Regions from separate parts of the Sus scrofa genome. Here regions 1 and 2 are each linked to region 3. Evidence: chromatin contacts called from public Hi-C and HiChIP or PLAC-seq data. All regions are on one chromosome and are shown on one strand. Each heading gives the region's core, a stretch centred on a gene start, on an enhancer-like site or on the middle of the called end of the contact. The rest is flanking DNA. Distances are from core to core; before and after follow the strand shown. Region 1 holds the start of GTPBP3 (tRNA modification GTPase GTPBP3, mitochondrial). Region 2 holds the start of BABAM1 (BRISC and BRCA1-A complex member 1). Region 3 holds the start of MYO9B (unconventional myosin-IXb).

Region 1 (2,700 bases), core at 188-2,687, 210 kb after region 3:
TTAGCAAATAAAAATACAGTCCTTCTGGAGTTCTCAACGTGGCGCCGGGGAAACGAATCCGACTAGGAATCATGAGGTGGCAGGTTCGATCCCTGGCCTCGCTCAGTGGGTTAAGGATCCGGCGCTGAGGTGAGCTGTGATGTAGGTCGCAGAGGTGGCTTGGATCTGGCGTTGCTGTGGGTGTGGCATAGCCTGGCAGCTGTAACTCCGATTCGACACCTAGCCCAGGAATCTCCATATGCCGCGGGTGCGGCCCTAAAAAGCAACAACAACAATAATAATATTACAGTCCTCCTAGTTAAATGTGAATTTCGGATAAATGAATAAATTTTCAGTATGTCCCAAGTATTGCATGGGATATAGTTACACTAAAACGTTACTCATTGTTTATCTGAAATTCACATTTAACTGAGTGCCCTGTATTTTGCCTGTCACTTGGACCTCCCGACCACCCTGAATGGCCTCCTCCATTAGACTGAAAAGCCAGCGCGCGCAGAGTCCCAGGCAAATTCTGTTCTCACACAGTAGGCACTTGATGTATACTTTCGACAGACAGAACTCGGAGACGGCGAATGTCATCGTTTGCCCTTCTTTACAAATGAAAAAATTGAGCAGAGCGAGGCATGGGGTCTTTAGACCTGTATCCTGTTCGTCTTCCCAAAGTATATGAGCGCCGCCCTCCCGCTCCGTCCTAGAACCAGAGAATTAGTCGTGCGAAAGCGTCCTGCTGAGATCCCACCCGTCCGGTGCCTGGAATTCCACCATCTGCGCTTTATTCCATCAGCCGCCGCTGTCCTGGGTTAACCTGAAAGTAATCTCTGAGACTCCCCTCTGGCTTTCGGGGAGCCATAGACCAACCGAACACTCAACTCTGCAGCAGCAGACCTGGGCCAGAGTAGCCCAGAGGGGCGAGAGGACTGTGCTGGGGGTTCTAGGGAAGCTTCCTGGCAAAGGGGACCTTGGAGCTAGGCACTGAGGCTGAGCTTGTCAGAGGAAGAAGGGTATACGAGGCCATGGAGACAGCGGGAGGAAATCTAGGGAGGGGTGAGAACTGTAGAGTTCCGAGAAAACTAGAAATCTTCCCAGAAGTATGGACAAGATTTTCCCAGGGTCAGTGCATAGGTTCCCCGGAATTCTCTCCCGGTCACTGAGATGCTCTTGCTTCGCCTAAGGCTATGTAGTGGCCAAACGGGACTCAAATCCTTTCTTCTCCATAATTCCCACCGCCCTAAGCCAAGCCCTGTTCTTACCCCCACCCTCTTTTCCGGTATCTCAGATCCCTGCTGCTCTAGGATCCCAAAAATTCTGTCTAATGTTGCAGGGGGAACACCATTTAGCTGCACCCGGAGTGCTAGCACCCTGTCCTTTCCTGGAATCAGCCAATAGAAGCTAAGATCTTCAGTGGGTGGGCGGTACGTCTTCTACGGGGCCCAATGGTAACCGAGAATTGTTGAGCCCTTTACGGATCACGCCGCGAGGTGGGCGGGGCTAGCCCCGGCTGGGCGCTGCCAAGGCTGGTCGCTGATTGTGAATCCATGTGGCGGGTACTATGGACCCTGGTAGCCCGGGCGGCACGTGGGCCTCTCAGGTGGGGCTTCTCACTTGGGGGAGGGGGTGTGACGGCGTAGGGCGCTGCTTGGGGCCCAGATCCTCTCCCTAGGATCTGGAGGTCCAGTTCCCTTTGGCAGAGCCGTATTTTTGGTCTTCTTCCAAGGCTCTGTCCATCCCCCTGCCGCAGAGCCCACATGTGGATCAACTTCTCTCAGACATCTCTATTCAGTCATCTTACGGCCTCAAACCTTCCAATCTTTTCATCCCCCCGGCCGCAGAACTTACACTTGGGGCATCTCCTGACCATCTAGCCTTCGATCCACCTGCCACTCTGGCGGCAGAGTTTCTCAGAACACTGACTCTCCTCCTCTTCCAGTTCCAGGCCGTGCCCGCGCCAGAGCAGTGGCGCCCCGGCCCTGGGTCCCGGGTCCACTATCTTCGCACTGAGCTCTGGCCAAGGCCGCTGCGGCATCGCTGTCATTAGAACCAGCGGCCCAGCCAGCGGGCACGCCCTCCGGAGCCTTACGGCGCCCCGGGACTTACCCCCGGCCCGCAAAGCCTGCCTGCGCCTCCTCAGCGACCCCTGCTCTGGGGAGCCTTTGGACCGCGCGCTGGTGCTTTGGTTTCCAGGTGAGGGACTTCAGATCTGCAACCTCATATAGCTTCTATGACCCAACTTCCTCCTTCCGGACTTTTACCCAGGTGGTATCCTCCTGACACCTATCTCCTCACCATACTAGGTCCCCAGAGTTTCACCGGTGAGGATTGCGCGGAGTTCCATGTGCATGGAGGCCCAGCTGTGGTGAGTGGTGTCCTGCAGGCCCTGGGTGAGTCTGCAGCCTTGGGTTTAAGGTGTGGCTATATACCAGTGGGCCTGGATAGGAACCAAAAGGGGCTTAGGACCCTGAACCTTCCTGCAGGCAGTGTGCCAGGGCTGCGGCCAGCAGAGGCAGGCGAGTTCACCAGGAGGGCATTCGCCCATGGGAAGCTGAGCCTGACTGAGGTAGAGGGGCTGGCAGATCTGATCCATGCAGAAACTGAGGCGCAGCGGCGGCAGGCCTTGAGGCAGCTGGACGGGGAGCTGGGCCACCTCTGCCAAGGCTGGGCAGAGACCCTCACTAGGGCAAGTACACCATTTGCTCATCACTT
Region 2 (2,700 bases), core at 65-2,564, 160 kb after region 3:
TAGGAGGCTGAGTCTTCCTGCTTCTGTGTCCCCAGAGACACAAGGAGAGAAGTTGAAATTCTCTGATATTAGGGGTGTGTACCCAGGGGCAATGAAATTCTCTCTCTAACCCTCTGCTCTGGCCATATTAACCTGTGAGAGGCTCCAGCCCTCCAAGGCTCCTCAAAGTCTCCAGACCTTTGCCCAGGCAGTTCTTTCTGCCGAGAATGACCTCCCTCTTCTTGTTTTTTTTTCCAACAAATTCTCCATTTTCAAAGCAGTGATAGCCCCTCTGGGCTACCACTGAACCAGAGCCTGGCTGATTTGGGTAGGCTTTTACAAATAAAGAAACTGAGGCTCAGCTTTAAAGTGGTTATGGTGGAGTTCCTGTGTGGCTCAGTGGTAACAAACCCCAGTGGTATTCAAGAGGGTGCGGGTTCGATTTCTGGACTAGCTCAGTGGTTAAGGATTTGGCATTGCGATGAGCTGTGGTGTAGGTTGCAGATGCGGCTCAGATGTCAAGTTGCTGTGGCTGTGGTTAGGCTGGCAGCTGCAGCTCGCATTAGACCCGCAGCCTGGGAACTTCCATATGCTGTAGGTGCTGCTCTAAAAAGCAAAATAAAATAAAATAGTTATGGGGCTGAAGAGTAAATTCCGCATGAAGAAGGAAGAGTAGTTTGAAATAGTTCTGGCTTAGTGTTGTTGGTTTTTTGTTTTTTGTTTTTGTTTTTGGTCTTTTTGCCATTTCTTGAGCCGTTCCCGCGGCATATGGAGGTTCCCAGGCTAGGGGTGGAATCGGAGCTGTAGCCTACGCCAGAGCCACAGCAACGCGGTATCCGAGCCGCGTCTGCAACCTACACCACAGCTCACGGCAACGCCGGATCGTTAACCCACTGACCAAGGGCAGGGATCGAACCTGCAACCTCATGGTTCCTAGTCAGATTCGTTAACCACTGTGCCACGAGGGGAACTCCTGGCTTAGTGTTTTTTAATTTCTGCAGATGTATGTAAAATAAGGAGAATTAAATAATTGGGCGGGGCCTTGGGATCTAGACCACGCCTACCTCCGCGGCAAAAAAAAAAAAATCCCTCACTGAGGTGCGGTCAACTTCATCAATCACCAACCAGCCCGCCCCTTCTGAACTCTGCCCAACTGTTCCACTCCATTTAATTACGCTGCCAGCTCGGACTCCTCCATTTTTCGAACCCAATCCCACTAAAAGTCCTACTCCCCTCTGCCTCGTTCCAGCCTATCAGGGTAGAAGCATTGACCAGCGCAGTGGGAATCAGTCAGAAACATGAAAAGTTCCTCCTCATCTCTCTTTAGCCAATCACTTTCCAGATCCCTCTCCACTCGGCTCCACTCCAGTTTATCGCAATCCAAACCCCACCGCCTAGCACAGTCCCAGCCTATCAGCATCCAAGACTCTCCGGCTTCATCCCATTCACATCTCCGCGCGGCTTGAGGCCTGATGAACTACATTTCCCAGGAGATGTGGCGGCCGCGCCATACCACTTCCGGCTGCTAAAGATGGCGGCTTCCTAGCGAGTCGACAGCCGGGTTGGAAGGAGGTTCAGGCTACGGTGAGAAGTTGGGTGGTGAATGCTTGTGGGATTCGTCTCCAGAGGCCTAACGTCCCTAGCCGCAAAAGTTTTAGCCCCTCGCCTGCCTTGAGGCTTCCGCCTTCCGTTCTGGTTTCTCCTGCAGTCTAGCCTTCATCCCTCTTGCTGCAGCTAAGCTTTGTTTTCCTTAGAGATTGTGGGGGCTGCAAGGCGCTCAGAGATCATCCCCAGCAGCCCGCACCCATTGCGCAGTTAGGCAGCCCGCTCCACTGGCCTCCTGTTTTTCCTCAGAGGAAATTGTAGCACACAGATCTGTTCCCCTCCCTAGGCAGCCAGCGCCCAGTAGGGAGAACCCTAGAAGTTATTATTCCTTTCTTCACCAGGACATTTTCAGTTTCAGGTAACAAAAAAACCAACTCAATCTGGCTTAAGCAAGAAAAAGAATTTAGTTATAGATGGATCTAGGTGCTCAGAAGTCTATTTGTTGTTTACTGGGTGAGCATCTCTTCAGGCTCTCTTTCCCATCTTAGAAGCTTCTACCAGCTCTCTACTTGTAACCTCCCATCTCTGCAACTCTGATGAGTTCCCCTTTTCTAACAGCACTTTTGCAAGTTTCAGAGCGACCCCTCACTGGCCTACATTGGGTCATATCCCCATCTCTGAGCCATTCACAGTGGTCAGGTGTGCTCACTGGACAAAATAGGGAGGGGTTGGGTTAGCCCTACAGGAAAAAATAGACTGTTACCTTGAGTCAGAGTGGATGCTGCACTAAGTGTAAAAGGTGTCCATCCCATAGATGGGGAAACTAAGACCCTGGGAGGAGTGACTCTTACTGTCAGTAGGCAACTCATGCCTTGTTCTCCTGCCCAGTAACTAAATGCTTTTAAAACCCTTCAGGGAAGAATCCTGGCTTCTCCCATCCCTACTCCATCTAGCCACTCAGGAGCCATGGAGGTGGTGGAGCCCAGCAGTCCCACTGAGGAGGAGGAGGAGGAGGAAGAGGAAGAGGAGCAGTCTGCTGAGCCCAGGCCCCGCACTCGCTCCAACCCTGAGGGGGCTGAGGACCGGGCACTGGGGGCCCAGGCCAGTGTGGGCAGCCGCAGTGAGGGTGAAGGTGAAGCAGCCAGTGCTGATGATGGGACCCTCAACCCCCCAGGA
Region 3 (2,700 bases), core at 55-2,554:
GGGTGCCACCTGCTCTGCTCCTTCCTTGGAATCCTCCCAACCCTAAAAATACCTAACAGTTGACCTGCTTTATCTTCATTTTCCAGACAAGGACTGTAGGTTTATACAGGTCATATAAACTTTGTGCCTGTTTTTTCAGGCTTTGCCTCCTTGAAATATTCTTGCTTTCAATCGATTCAAGAATTAGGGCGATTTTGCTTCTAGCATCCAGCTGGTCTAGGGGCTAGGATTCCTGATTTTCACCCAGGCTGCCCAAGTTCAATTCCTGAGCAGTTAAGATCTAACTTCAAGTCATTAGTCACTCCTGTCTCTCCGAGATCAGGTGGAGGAAACAAAAGTGATTTCACATGGCCTACTCAATTTTAATTCACACAGGCACAAAAGACATTGTGGAATGAACAAATAAACACAGCCCAGGAATCATGCCTGGCACCAGGGAAATGTTACCTAACCCTAACCCTTGCTCTTGCTGTGTGGGCCTGAGCAAATGACCTTCCCTCCCTAAAACTCCATCATCTCCTTTGTCCACTGCAAAATGATAATTGTAATAACAAAGGACCACTTTTAGGGTCCAGTCACTGTTTTAAACGCTTTGAAACCACCCACTAAGCCTACAAGGTTGAGCGGTAGCGTCATCAGCCCGCGGAGGAAAGCGAGGCAAAGAAGTTTAAGCCACTCGCCAGAGATGACCCAGGATCTAGCAGGCTTGACCAGGGACTCGAACTCAACCTCTGGTCCTGAGCCCACGCTGCAGGGCATGCGCATGGGCTGCATCCCACCTCCCAGAACCTACGCATCCTCCATGGTTCTCGGACGGGTCAGATCCGGACTCTCCCCGAGGACCCTCGCTCCCCAACTCTGCTGCCCTTCTGTCCCTAGCGCTCGACCATGGCCCTCCACTGGCACCCACAAATCCAGACCCGCAGCATCTCAACTCACCCAGCGCCACGCCCCGAGGTATCCGCCATTTTCCCGCCTTCAACTCAAAGGCCTGCTCTTCAAGTCCGCGCCCGCGCCCCCGCCCCCACCTCGACCAGGCCACATTGAGACGCCTCAGGAGGGGTTGCCGCGGGCCGTGATGAGTGTGGCTGTAGGCAGAGCGGGCGACTCCTCCGCGTGCGCCTCTCTGCCTTCCCCTCACACTTGGTTTCGCCCACCAGTGGCAGGGGGCGGTGGCATGGGCCGGTGGCAGGGGCCGGGTCGGAAGTGATGGGCGTGGTTTAGGGGTCCCCGCCCCCTAGCGCGCTGGCGTCACGCCCCCCGGACCCCGCCCCTCCGGAACCCGGAAGCGGGAGCGCGCGGGGGAGCCGCGGGCGCGGCGGGGCGGAGCGGCCCGAGGAGCAGCGGGCTGGCTGCCGGGCGGGGATCCGGCCCGGGACCGGCGGCGCGCGGCGGCCGAGGCCCAGGTGAGTGCCGGGCGGCCGCGGGTTGAGTGTTCGATCTTGAAGCTCTCATCGGCGGGCTGCCTTGTGGAGGGACGGATCTGAGGGTTATTGGGGGGGCGCGAAGGCAGGGGTCTAGGGGGCGGGAACGAGCGTGGGTGTCGCGGAGGGTTTGCAGGAGACGGAGTGGGAATGGGAGGATGAAGGAAAGTTGATGTGATGAGTCTGGTGAAGGAGTTTTTGGGCGGGTGTGGAGGCAGATCTTGTGGCTTTGAGCAGCTTCTCTGTGGAGGACGTGGCTTAAGTGGTAGTTGGAGGGTCGCAGGAAATGGGGCTGGGAGGGGGAGAGGCAAAGAGGCGGGGTTGAGAGGCCCAAGCTGGGGGTTGAGAGGAGCGAGGCCGCTGGGGGAACAGTCGGGGTGCGATTGGGAGGGAAGGGGTGCAGGACGGCCTGGGGGCGTCTTCCTGCGGTTGAAGAGGTAGAGGAATAGTGCCTGAGGGAGGGCAGTGCCTAGGACTCAGTGGTTGCTCAATAAACGCGAGGGGTTCTGAACCCAGTGGTACGGTGGCTGGCCGAATTGGTAAGAGGAGAAATGGGGGAGGGGAGGAGAGGCAGAAGCGGGGGTAGAAGTCAAGGCAAGAAACAGCTGAGGTCCGGTCCAGGGAGCGCCTGGGGAGGAGGGGAGGAAGGAAAAGACTAAAGGAAATGAAAGGACTAAAGTGGCCCGGTTCCGATGTTGGGGTGCAGCCCATGGAGATTCGAGGGCCTTCCTGTCCCCCTCTTGATTCATCTTATTCCTGACTTTGCCCCCAACTGCTGGGTGAGCCAGGCTAGTCCCAGCGCCTTCTGGGTGGTATTCAGGACTTGAAAACCCAACACTCTCCTCCTAAGACAGGGCTGGCCAGAGCCCGGGGGTTCTAGAGAGCAAGGAAGGTGCTATTGGGCCCGCTATGGGACCGGAACTGGGTTTCAGCGGGGAGGGGGGTGGGTGTGCACAGAACCCGCATGTGCTAAGCTGTCACCACCTCCTCCGAGTTGCATCCTTGGACTTAAATGGGTAAAACGACATACAGGAAATCTGTCCCCCAGCGGCTCTGAGCTTGCTCAGCCTGGGAGAGGCATAGCAGCCAGCAGGCGCCCTGTAGGCCAGGGGTCTTTAAGGGAAAGCCTCTCCTGTACCTCTTTGTCTGAGGTGGGAGCTGGTGGGAAGATTGTGCCTTACACTTGGTGGGTACCCGCTCCTTTCTTCCTGAGGTATATTCTGGTCTTGGAGTCTCCAGACTCTTTAGGCATCCAGGAGCAGTGGGAGGTGACATG

The links. A called contact is a pair of places that touch in the nucleus more often than the background predicts. HiChIP or PLAC-seq counts read pairs in DNA pulled down with a chosen protein or histone mark.
Region 1: a contact with region 3 is called in a Hi-C map of liver, with 7 times the contacts expected there. The contact joins the promoter of GTPBP3 here to the promoter of MYO9B in region 3. A contact is called at or near these places in 1 of 5 promoter capture datasets (liver), 3 of 47 Hi-C or Micro-C datasets (heart right ventricle, liver and skeletal muscle) and 1 of 2 datasets of contacts at active chromatin or transcription factors (alveolar macrophages).
Region 2: an H3K27ac HiChIP or PLAC-seq map of alveolar macrophages shows a contact between it and region 3. The contact joins the promoter of BABAM1 here to the promoter of MYO9B in region 3. A contact is called at or near these places in 1 of 5 promoter capture datasets (liver), 3 of 47 Hi-C or Micro-C datasets (alveolar macrophages, heart right ventricle and skeletal muscle) and 1 of 2 datasets of contacts at active chromatin or transcription factors (alveolar macrophages).

Annotation. Positions count from the first base shown.
Region 1 is chr2:60,354,140-60,356,839 of Sscrofa11.1, reverse strand. It overlaps GTPBP3 (tRNA modification GTPase GTPBP3, mitochondrial), which reads left to right and starts at 1,437. Exons shown (of 8, transcript XM_021083561.1): 1 at 1,437-1,588; 2 at 1,928-2,181; 3 at 2,292-2,674. The coding sequence starts at 1,536.
Region 2 is chr2:60,406,356-60,409,055 of Sscrofa11.1, reverse strand. It overlaps BABAM1 (BRISC and BRCA1-A complex member 1), which reads left to right and starts at 1,314. Exons shown (of 9, transcript XM_021083571.1): 1 at 1,314-1,563; 2 at 2,440-2,700. The coding sequence starts at 2,491.
Region 3 is chr2:60,566,083-60,568,782 of Sscrofa11.1, reverse strand. MYO9B (unconventional myosin-IXb) reads left to right here and starts at 1,304. Exons shown (of 42, transcript XM_021083575.1): 1 at 1,304-1,406. HAUS8 (HAUS augmin-like complex subunit 8) reads right to left here and starts at 1,208. Exons shown (of 11, transcript XM_021083576.1): 1 at 940-1,208. The coding sequence starts at 968.